Linked DNA regions of Oryctolagus cuniculus: all the other regions are linked to region 2. Evidence: chromatin contacts called from public Micro-C data. All regions are on one chromosome and are shown on one strand. The core of a region is the stretch at or near the end of the contact, and the rest is flanking DNA. Distances in the headings are between cores, read along the strand shown. Region 1 overlaps TSPAN18 (tetraspanin 18). Region 2 holds the start of TSPAN18 (tetraspanin 18). Region 3 holds the start of CD82 (CD82 molecule).

Region 1 (3,296 bases), core at 512-3,011, 140 kb after region 2:
TCTTCACCTCCTCTACGGGTAACTGAAGTTGGCCATTTCCTTGCAGTAGGAATCAGGCTGAAGCCTCCGTGCTTGGGCAGTACTTGTGACTCCATGGCCCATAGAGATCCTGAAACTCGCGGCAGAGCCCCTGAGAGCATGTGCGCCTCCGTTCCCTGGCCACCCAACCCTTCGGTCTCCTGTGCGAATGCAGAAGCATTAACTACCCTCTGCTGCAAAACATTTCAATAACTCTTTGAATATAGTTGACCGCCCTTTTAATCCCGTGTGTTGTATTTTAAGCATCAAAATGGGATCCAGAGGCCCCCTACGTGCTCGAGTGGTGGCAAGAGGTGGGAGACGCACTGGGTGTCTCCTGCAACCGGCTGAGAGACCCAAGGCAGATAGCTCGCCATCTCGGAGCCCAGCTCAGTCACAGTTCAGTGTTGAGAAATCCCCTTGCAGGAGTCTCCTGCGGATCTGTTTGCTCTTAGTTCAAGGCCAGGTGCATAGTAAGTGCAGGCTAAACAGACTCTGGGTAGCATGAGGTCTCACAGCATCTGCTGGGAGGCAGCCAGGAGAAGCAGAATAGGTGTGTGGTGCCATGGGGAAGATGCGGCTTGGATGCCCTCGCCCCACATCAGAGGGCCTGGGTTCGAGTCCTGCCTCCACTTGGGCTTCCAGCTTCCTGTGGACGCACACCCTGGGAGGTGGCTGGGGATGGCTCACGTACTTGGGTCCCAAGTAGGAAACCGGATGGAGTTACCAGCTCCTGGCTTCAGCCCGGCCCAGTCCCAGCTGTTGCAGGCATCCGGGGAGTGAACCAGTGGATAGGGTCTCTGTCTGTCTGTCTCTCTCTCTCTCTCTCTGAATCTCTCCACCTTTCCAATAAAATTTGAAAAAACCAGAAAGACTGGGTACCGATGAGGCACAGGTGTTATTGGCAGTGCCAGCTTGTGCAGGGAGAGCAGGGGGCACTGTGAGGCTTGGCGAGACCCCAGTGGCAGTGAGCCCAAGTTGGGGGGGGGGTGTCTCTGGGGACCTGGGGACACAGCAGCACCTGGGGCAGCCGGGGAGGGCTGCTGTCAGAGGAGCTTCAGAGGCAGCCGCTGGCCAAGCCCACAGACGCAAGTCCAGCTCCCAGGAGTAAGGTCAGGGGTCACCCCTCCTGTCTGCCTGCCTGGGCCGGCGCTCACTCAGCGGGGCATGCAGGAGACGGCTCGGGGCGGCGGTGGGGGGCGGGGTGCCTGGCCCCACGAGTGATGCGATCAGGAGGAGACTTGGTGTTTGGCGGCCAGGGAGGCCGCGCGGTGAGCGCCGTCTGGATCCTGAGCAGGCAGCCAGGCTGCTGCACCCTCTGCAGGCAGCCACTTCCCCAGGGTCAACCCGGGCCCAGGCAGCCTTTTGTCCCATCCCGGGGGCTCCCCCATGCCCTGACTGGGGCTTCCTGCCGCAGCCTGGCCTCTCTGGGTCCTGGGGCCAATGAGTACTGGGGGAGCCTGCCCCCTCCCTCCTCCTCACACCTGCCTTGCCCCGCATTGCCTGCCTGGGGTGGGGGTGAGGGGAGAGGCGTCCTGGGGGAGGGGCTTCCTGGGGGAGGGGTGCCCTAGCTCCGCCCTCCTGGACTCTCACCTGCTTCAGCAGCCCCCACACACAGCCCCCCGCTGGACGTGGGCTCTGAGGCCCAGCCTGCTGCCCACACACACCGTGACCCCTCTCTGCACCCCTGCCTTCAGCTGCTCACAGTGGCCAAGTCGAGGTCTCCGCACGAGGGTCCCCAGAGACTCTGCAAAGGCCAGTGACGTCCCCACTGGGTTAGGTGCCCAAGGCAGGGGAACAGAGCCCCTGACCCGTGTCTGGGCCCAGCGCCCTCTGTGGATGAGGCCCAGCCCTGGTGCCCGGCGTAGGGCGGATGGGAGGCGTGGATTGTGTTATGGTCACTGAGGCTGGGTGGGCGTCAAGTCCCTGGGGCCACACCCTGGAGGGAGACCAGGGCACAGCACGGAGTCTGGTTTCCTTGCACCAGCTCCATGGACCTGCCGCGGGTCCTGGGGGCCAGGGAGGCTCACCTGTGAACAGGAGCGCCTGCCTCCCGCGTGGGCGGGCCCAGCGAGGTCCTGTACCTCAGGGCCTCTCAGAGGGCTGCAGCCTTAGCCGTCCAGGAAGCTGCCTGCTTTGGCGGGAAGGGCAGCCAGCCAGCGGGTTTATGCTCAGTCCCTCCTGGTTCTGGCCACGCTGTGTGACTCGGGGCTGCGCTCTGTCCCTCTCTGAGCCAGAGCTTCCGCCATGTGACGTGAGGTGGTGGACACAGGCCTCACTAAGGAGCTTCCTTTTCTGTGGCCATTCTGGTGGGAAGGACGGGCTTCGGGGTGGGCAGAGGACAGGTCAGCAGCGGGCACGGAGCGCCCAGCCTGGCTCAGCTCACAGACTAGCGATGAGGCCGCTTCAGGCGCCTTCTCTGTCCCCACTCAGCGGGTCTGGGCGACTGGATCCCGGACACTTCGGATCCAACTGCGCTCCCAGCAAGCTTTCCCTGGGGCCCCATCACCCCCCTCCCAGGCCCCGACCCTCGGGAGCCTGTTAAATGGTATCCCCCGCCCCGCTGTGCCCGAGCCCGCTGTGGGTGCCAGGGTCCCCATCTGTAAAAGGGAACCCTCCCTTCCCCCAAGGTTTCTGGAGGAGGAAGTGAGATCATCATCGTAGGTGACCGCCTCCAGCCCAGCGCGGGTGATGCCAAGGGAGCTCCATAGATCTCGCTCCTCCCTGCCCCCTGCCCACCGCCGTGACCTCTGCACACAGCCTCGCCCTCTTCCAGGCTCCCCTCCAGCCCCAGCTGGCAAGCAGTGTTTCCTGTCTTGCTGAGCCTGCCTGGAGCCCTGGCTGATGTTGCCGTTAACTCTCCTTATTGATCGTCCCAGGGCTCTGGGGAGGGCGGCCGCTGGTCTCCATGCCTTGGACCAAGCCCAGGCTGGCCCTGGCAGGAGCCGGGACAGGGCAGGAACTGGCTGTGCTGGACACCGTGTCCAGGGCTTTCACCTGCATCACCTTCTCTCATCCTCCAAGTGACCCCGGAAATCCGATCGGAGACTCCCCACCCCAGATGAGGAGCCAGGCTCTAGGGTCCCTGGGGCAGAGCCCTGATGGAGGGAACGTGGCTTGCAGAGAAAACACCCGATCCTGTGTGGCTCTGCCCCAGGCCCCTAGCGCCCTCGCCTGGCCAGAGTGGGTACAACACACCCCTCGGGTTTCTGCCCGTGCCTCCTCCCAGTGGGAGCATCTCTACCGGCTTGGGCCACCTGCCTCCTTGTCCGTCCCTC
Region 2 (2,943 bases), core at 176-2,675:
CCCACCCTTGTCCACAAGCCCGTGGCTGAGTCTTCAGCACCCCTTTTTGGCCCTGGCTGATGCGTCCCTTCCAGAGAGTGGGGCCCAGGTCTCAGCGCCTTCTTCGCCTTCCTAGGGTAGCAGGATCTCGCTGGAATGTTTTTTATTGTGGTTAAAGATACATCGCTAGAATTTAATAACACCGTTTTATTTTCATTGCATTTATTTTTATGGTTACTTGCTATTTATAGTAATGTGATACTGAGTTTCCATTTATGGTCATGATATAACATATCTCTTTTTTTTTTTTTAAAAGAGCAAGCTCATTTAAATAAGATAAGAGTTGATTTAGAGAAGGGGGCCCTGCCTGGTGCCCCCTCCGTGGAGGCAGGCAGGTGGCCAAGGGCTGAGCAGGAGTGAGCCTCCCAGCCTGGCCTGTGAGTTCCCAGCGCCTCCATTCGCGCCTCCAGCGCTAACAACCTCCGGACACCCCCCCCCCCCCAGCGCCTCCCTCCCTCCCTTCCTTCCTCTGGCTTTGTCTGACCTCAGCCTCCAGCCGCCAGCACCCTCACCAGGATCATGCTCTTTCCTCCTTAAGCTTGCTGGGTCCTGGCATCCACGGAGGCCTAGGCAGAGGGCCCTTCCGGGAGCTCCGGCAGGGGGTCGGTGGTGGGCGGGATCAGCTCTCAAACGGCCGGCCGCAGAGAGTGGACCCCCTGGTCCCTGTCCTTACTTTACAAGAATTCCGCTACTAGACACAAACGCTGCTCACGGTGGGCACCCTGAAAACCTGGGGACCCAGGCCTTTCTCTCCCAGCCTCTCTCCACGTCCCCTGTGTCTCAGTGAGGGTTCCTAAGACGACCCAGGCATCCCCCCAAGTCCTTGCAGGAAGGAATCTGTTTCCTGGAATGTAGGCACGGAAAAGCAGCAACTTCCGGCCGCTGGAAACTCGGCTCCGTGGCCTGACATCACTAACCAGCACTTCCAAGACAGGAGCCTCTTCAGCCCGCATCAGTCACTCACTCCCTAGTGAGAATCAGCGGGCCCAAGGGGCTGCCCACAGAACCCCTGTGTGCTATGAGCGCTCAGGCCCACAGGGAATGGGTGCGGAGGCTTGAGCGTTGGGACTCGGAGTTGCCGAGGGAAGAGGAGCGGGCACCCTGAGCCCCCTCTCTTCCGCGGGGGTCGCCAGGCGCAATCCCTGGGGGCGGTCTGTTCTGACTCGCTGTTTTGTCTGGGTTAGGGCTGGGCCACTACTTCCCAGAAGTGAAATGTCCCCGGGAAGCCCAGTGTCTCGGGCTGGGGAGGGGGTGTGGCCGCGGCAGTAACACAAAGAAGACAAGACAGCCCCCACACCCCCCAAGACGCAGCGGTGGGAGACACAGCCCGGGCCCTCGGAATGAAGGCGTCGTCGCTGGTCTGGGGTCAGTCCCTGCCTGCAGGAGCTCCGACTGTCCGCGGAGGTACTTGCAGCGCCGCGGGCAGCCCAGCCAGGGGTCGCAGGCCCCCGCCCCCGCTCTGCCGTGCCGGCTCTTCCAGATCCCACTCGGGGGCCAGCAAGCCGCTCTCCGCCCTCGCCCAGCCGATCTTCCGACTCCAGGCGAAGCAAGGGCCAGGAGAAGAGTGGGGAGGTGGTCGGGTGTGGAGGGGCAGAGGGTGGTCTCGGGGGACTCCTCCTCCCCCACCCCGAGCGAGGCCTGGGCGCGGGGCGAAGGCGGAGCCGGCGGCAGGCAGGAGGCGAGGGGCAGCCCGCGGAGGAGACGCCACGGCAGCGGCGGCGGCGGCGGCAGCGGCGGCTGCTGGAGCCCGGAGGGGCGGAGGTTTGGGGAGGGGAGGGAGCGAGGGGAGGGAGGGACGGAGCGGCGGGGAGGTGGGGCCGGCGGGCGGGCGGGCGGCTCCAGCTGCCGCCGGCGTCGCGGCGGCTCCAGGCTGCGGGGCGGACGCAGCGCCGAGCGATCCAGCGCGGAGCCGCACGAGGCCGCGCGAGCCCTGGCCCCAGCCCGGGCCCGAGCCCCGAGCCCCGAGCCCCGAGCCCCGAGCCCCGAGCCCCGAGCGAGCTGGGCCGCCTGTGCCGCGGGATCCCCGGCCGCGTCGCCGCCGCCGGGAAGGCAGCCCGAGCCGAGCAAGTTGCGGACGCGCCGCTCCGCCCGCCCCGGGAAAGTTTCCCCCGCGGCCGCCCGCAGGAGTTGGCGCGGGGTCCCGCCGCCGCCGCCGCCGCTGGAAGGTAGGGGGCTGCGCACCTCCGGGCCCGCCGTGCGCTCCGCCGTGGCGCCCCCGGGGACCTGAAGACCCCGCGCGCGCTCCCCGGGGAAAGCGCTGGAGCCGGTGGGGCCGTGGGGGTATGGGGGGGGGGGTCCCAGGGATCCAAGTTCCACTCAAACTAGCGTGGGGGAGTGGGGCAGGGGAGACGCTCTCGCTCCACCCGTGCCCCGAGTCGCCCGCGGGCGGGGGCCTTAGCCCAGACAGGTGCAACGCGGGTGGGCGCTGAGCGCCGTGCGGGGCCAGTGGAGGCGCCCAGAAAACTGTGTGGGGTGGCAGGTGTGGTCTCCAGGTCGGGCGCTGTGCCCGAGGGAGGGGCTGCGCGCCCCGCCACCCTGCAGGAGCACGGGTGGGGCCTGGGGACCCGGAGCGGGGATAGGGTCCGGGGAGCGCACGCTGCTGCCTCCGGGGTCCCTGGCAGCGGGGTGGGGCGGGGCGAGCCGAGCTGGGGGAGCCACGCTTTCTTCCCGCGCGCCGCTTATGCGCTGCAAGGTGTGTGCGGTTTGGGGACGTGGAGCCTCGGTGGTGGTGCTGGGTGGCTCCGGAGCTAGGGCCGGGGCGGATTTGGGGGGCGTCCGCCGGGAGAGCTGACTGGCTGGGGTGGGTTCGCGTCGGCTCGGGGTCTCGGCTGGCTGGAGAGCAATGGGATCCCGCCAGGGGGCGTCCTTCTCCGGCCCTAGCGCGCCCGGGAAGGCGAGCCCTAG
Region 3 (2,922 bases), core at 262-2,761, 140 kb before region 2:
CTTTTCCCATGTTAGGGACTCAGAATCCCAGGGGAGTCAAGGGCCCTGCCTAAAATCCCCAGGTCACAAAGCTCCCAGGAGCCGCCCAGGTCTCGGGGAGTCTCGGACCACCCCACTTCTCCACCATGTGCTCTGATTCTGAATCTCCCAGAGACCTTGTTGGAACAAATTGTTCCTGAGTTTTTATTCCACAGGTTGGGGAAGAGGGGACAGCCCCCCCCGCCCCCGAAAACACATTCCTAAGGAGTTCCCAGGCCGCGCGGATGCCGGTCCCAGCACCAGGCTCTGAGAACATGCGCTGGGCTGGGGTCCAGCTCCGCTCCCTGCTCCACCCAGGCAAACCTCGGCACAATGGCGTTGTTGTGAGATGCCAGTGAGATAATGGGCATGAGAACGCTGTGTCAGCGGCCTAGGTGGACGGCCTGGTCATTAGCTGGGGAACCTGCCTGAGGCTGGCTCCTTGGAGTGGGGCAGCGCGGACGGTGGGATGCGGGGAGGCAGGTGGATGGGCGGGGGGCACCATAGCTCACTGGAGCCCTCATGCAGCCCACCTTAATTCCAACCACGTCTCAAGGCAGAAAGCCAGCACTGAGGTGCTCGGGCCCAAGGCGCCCCCTCCCCCGCCACCCCCAGCAGCAGTCGGCTCCCCAGCAGCCGGCCACCCTGGGCTACGTCCCCAGGGACGCGTCTGGGCAGGCTGGGGCAGAGTCAGACTTGTGGTTCAGGGCCTGGGGCTGAAAGCCGCTCACCACCGCCTCCAGTGAGAGACTCAGAGCTGGGCGCTTCCCCTCTCTAAGCCTCAGCTTGCCCATCAGCAAAGTGGGTGCAACAGGAGCACCCCATAGGTTGTGGGCATTCCCAGCGCTTGGCACGGGGCCCGGCCCCTGGCAAGAGGTCAATCAGTGGCAGCTGTCAGTATTCTCAGAGAGCGCCTGGCCGCCTCCTGATAGAGGCCTCGACTTGGAACACGAACCGCTCCCACGCCGCTTCCCGGTTGCACCCGGATGCACCGCCCTAGCATGCCAACGTGGGGGCCTAGGCCCGCCCGTCCCGAGCTGGGGCCGCGGGGCCCGAACAGGGCTGGGAAGGCGCCGAGATCCGGGCCAGGAGAGTGTGCGGGGCGGTTCCCACCCGCGAGGGTCAGAGGCGGGCGGGCGCAGCCGGCTAGACTGGCAGGTGGGAGGGGTCGGGGAGGACGAGCGGGGCCGGGGAGGGGCGGGCCGTGGGGTGGGGGGCTCCGAGTGGGCAGAGCTCGGGGACGGGCCGGCAGGGGTGCTGGGCACTGGGCCGAGGAGGCGGGCCCGGGGGCGGGCCTCGGCCGCAGCGCGACCTGGACGGCGTCGACGAGGAGGCTGAGGCCGAGCGGGAAGGGGGCATGGCCTCCCCGCCAGCGGGGCCCCGGGGCGGGACTGGCCCGGGTAGAGTCCACGGTAGGCGGAGCCGGGCCCGGCCGGGGGGGCGGGGCTGGCGGGCTCGCGTAGGGAGGCCGCCGAGGGGGCGTGTCCGGGGCGGGGCCTCTGGGGGCGGGGCCTGGCGAGGCCGTTGAGTTCCCCGACCGCTGCCGGGAGAGGGGGGACCGCAGAGTCGCCGAGCCCAGCGCTGCGCAGTCGGCGGCTGACTGGGGCGCGAGCGGGTTCTCCGGGCTTGCAGCGGGGCAGGAGAAAACAGAGCCAGCAGGTGAGCAAGGGGCCGCGGGAGACCGGCGGGACGAGCAGCGGCAGCCAAGTTTGGTTTTGGCCGCACTTCCCCAGCCGGCTCGGGCAGCTCTCCGGGAACAAGTGACAGGTCGGGGCAGCTGGGGGTGGGGGGTGAGAGGGAGCTTTGCCTCGGCGTGCTGAGAACCTCTGGGGGCTCCGGCTGCGTGGCCCCGGCGCCGCACCTCTCCGGTTCCAGCAGGAGGAAGTTGGAGCAGGTGAGCTCCGCGCTCCGGTCGCACTTGCTCACCGGAGCCTGGAGAGACAGGAGCTGGCAGGTGAGGGCGCGCTGCAGGTCAGCCGCAGGTGCGCGCTCGCGCTGCCCCGGTGCAGCTTCTCCTTGCGAAATGGGACTCAGCCGAGCCAGTGCTTTTAAAGGTCAAACGGATTCGCCGGATAGGGTTCGAACGCGCGAGCCCTGGGGAGGCACAGCCCAAAGCAGGAGCGTTTCGGCTCTCCCCTAGTCTCCCTTAACCGAGAGTTCAACTAGCCAGGCTCCCCCAGCCTCCAGCCAGAAACCCAGTGAACAAGCCGGGAGGAGTGGAAGGAACAGGTCTTATCTAGGTGAGCAGGGGAGAAAAGCGAAAACTCCACCAGATCTTGGGCCAGAGTCAAGCCCAGAGCCCCAGGGCTCTTGCGACATGCCCTGGGTTAGTTTCTTGGGCTGGAAGATTCAGTCTATAGGGGTGGCGGGGGCCTTGCACTGGGCCACGGAGCTGGGCAGCCTAGATCGGTGGTCGGGGGCTTGGGTTTGGGACCAAGCTGACTTAGGATGCCAGTTCCCTCTCCAAGCTCCAGATTCTTCATCTGTGAAATGGGGACAGTGACAGAACCCGACAGCAGGAGTGAGAACTGAAGAGAGCAAGGCCATACAGTGCTTGGCAAGGCACCAGGCACCTAGTGAGGCCTCACTCCGGGGCAGTTCCTCTGCTGTGAGTGAGCTGCATTGACTGGCTTCAGGCTGCAGAGGGAGAGCACCCCCCCCCCCTTTTTGAGGGCTAGAGGCTCCTCCTGACCTGTGAGAGCCAGACACTGCCATGTGCCACCAACGTGATTCTGTAGGGAGGTCGGGGAGTGTGTCTCCAGGCCAAAAGAACCGCTGAGTTTTCTCTGATGTTGTTGAGGCCACAGCCTCAACAGTCAGCAACAAGTTTACTAAGCACCTACTGTATGCTGGATGGAGTGTGCAGAGGTGAGTGAGCCAGGCCTGGCTCTGCCTTCCTCCAAG

Evidence for each region. A called contact is a pair of places that touch in the nucleus more often than the background predicts.
Region 1: a Micro-C map of ear pinna shows a contact between it and region 2, with 10 times the contacts expected there. The contact joins the enhancer-like site here to the promoter of TSPAN18 in region 2. A contact is called at or near these places in 2 of 6 Hi-C or Micro-C datasets (ear pinna and psoas muscle).
Region 3: a contact with region 2 is called in a Micro-C map of ear pinna, with 1.8 times the contacts expected there. The contact joins the promoter of CD82 here to the promoter of TSPAN18 in region 2. A contact is called at or near these places in 2 of 6 Hi-C or Micro-C datasets (ear pinna and an unstated tissue).

The regions. Positions count from the first base shown.
Region 1 is chr1:20,856,441-20,859,736 of mOryCun1.1, reverse strand. The region is part of intron 3 of TSPAN18 (tetraspanin 18); the gene reads left to right. Among named protein-coding and RNA genes, the nearest start is that of TP53I11, 44 kb to the right of the region's middle. Within about 2 kb of position 1,761, at least 2 of the 8 cell types and tissues checked have an H3K27ac peak or open chromatin away from gene starts, as enhancers often do.
Region 2 is chr1:20,994,812-20,997,754 of mOryCun1.1, reverse strand. TSPAN18 (tetraspanin 18) reads left to right here and starts at 1,425. Exons shown (of 12, transcript XM_051852548.2): 1 at 1,425-1,443.
Region 3 is chr1:21,132,984-21,135,905 of mOryCun1.1, reverse strand. CD82 (CD82 molecule) reads left to right here and starts at 1,511. Exons shown (of 10, transcript XM_070071327.1): 1 at 1,511-1,677.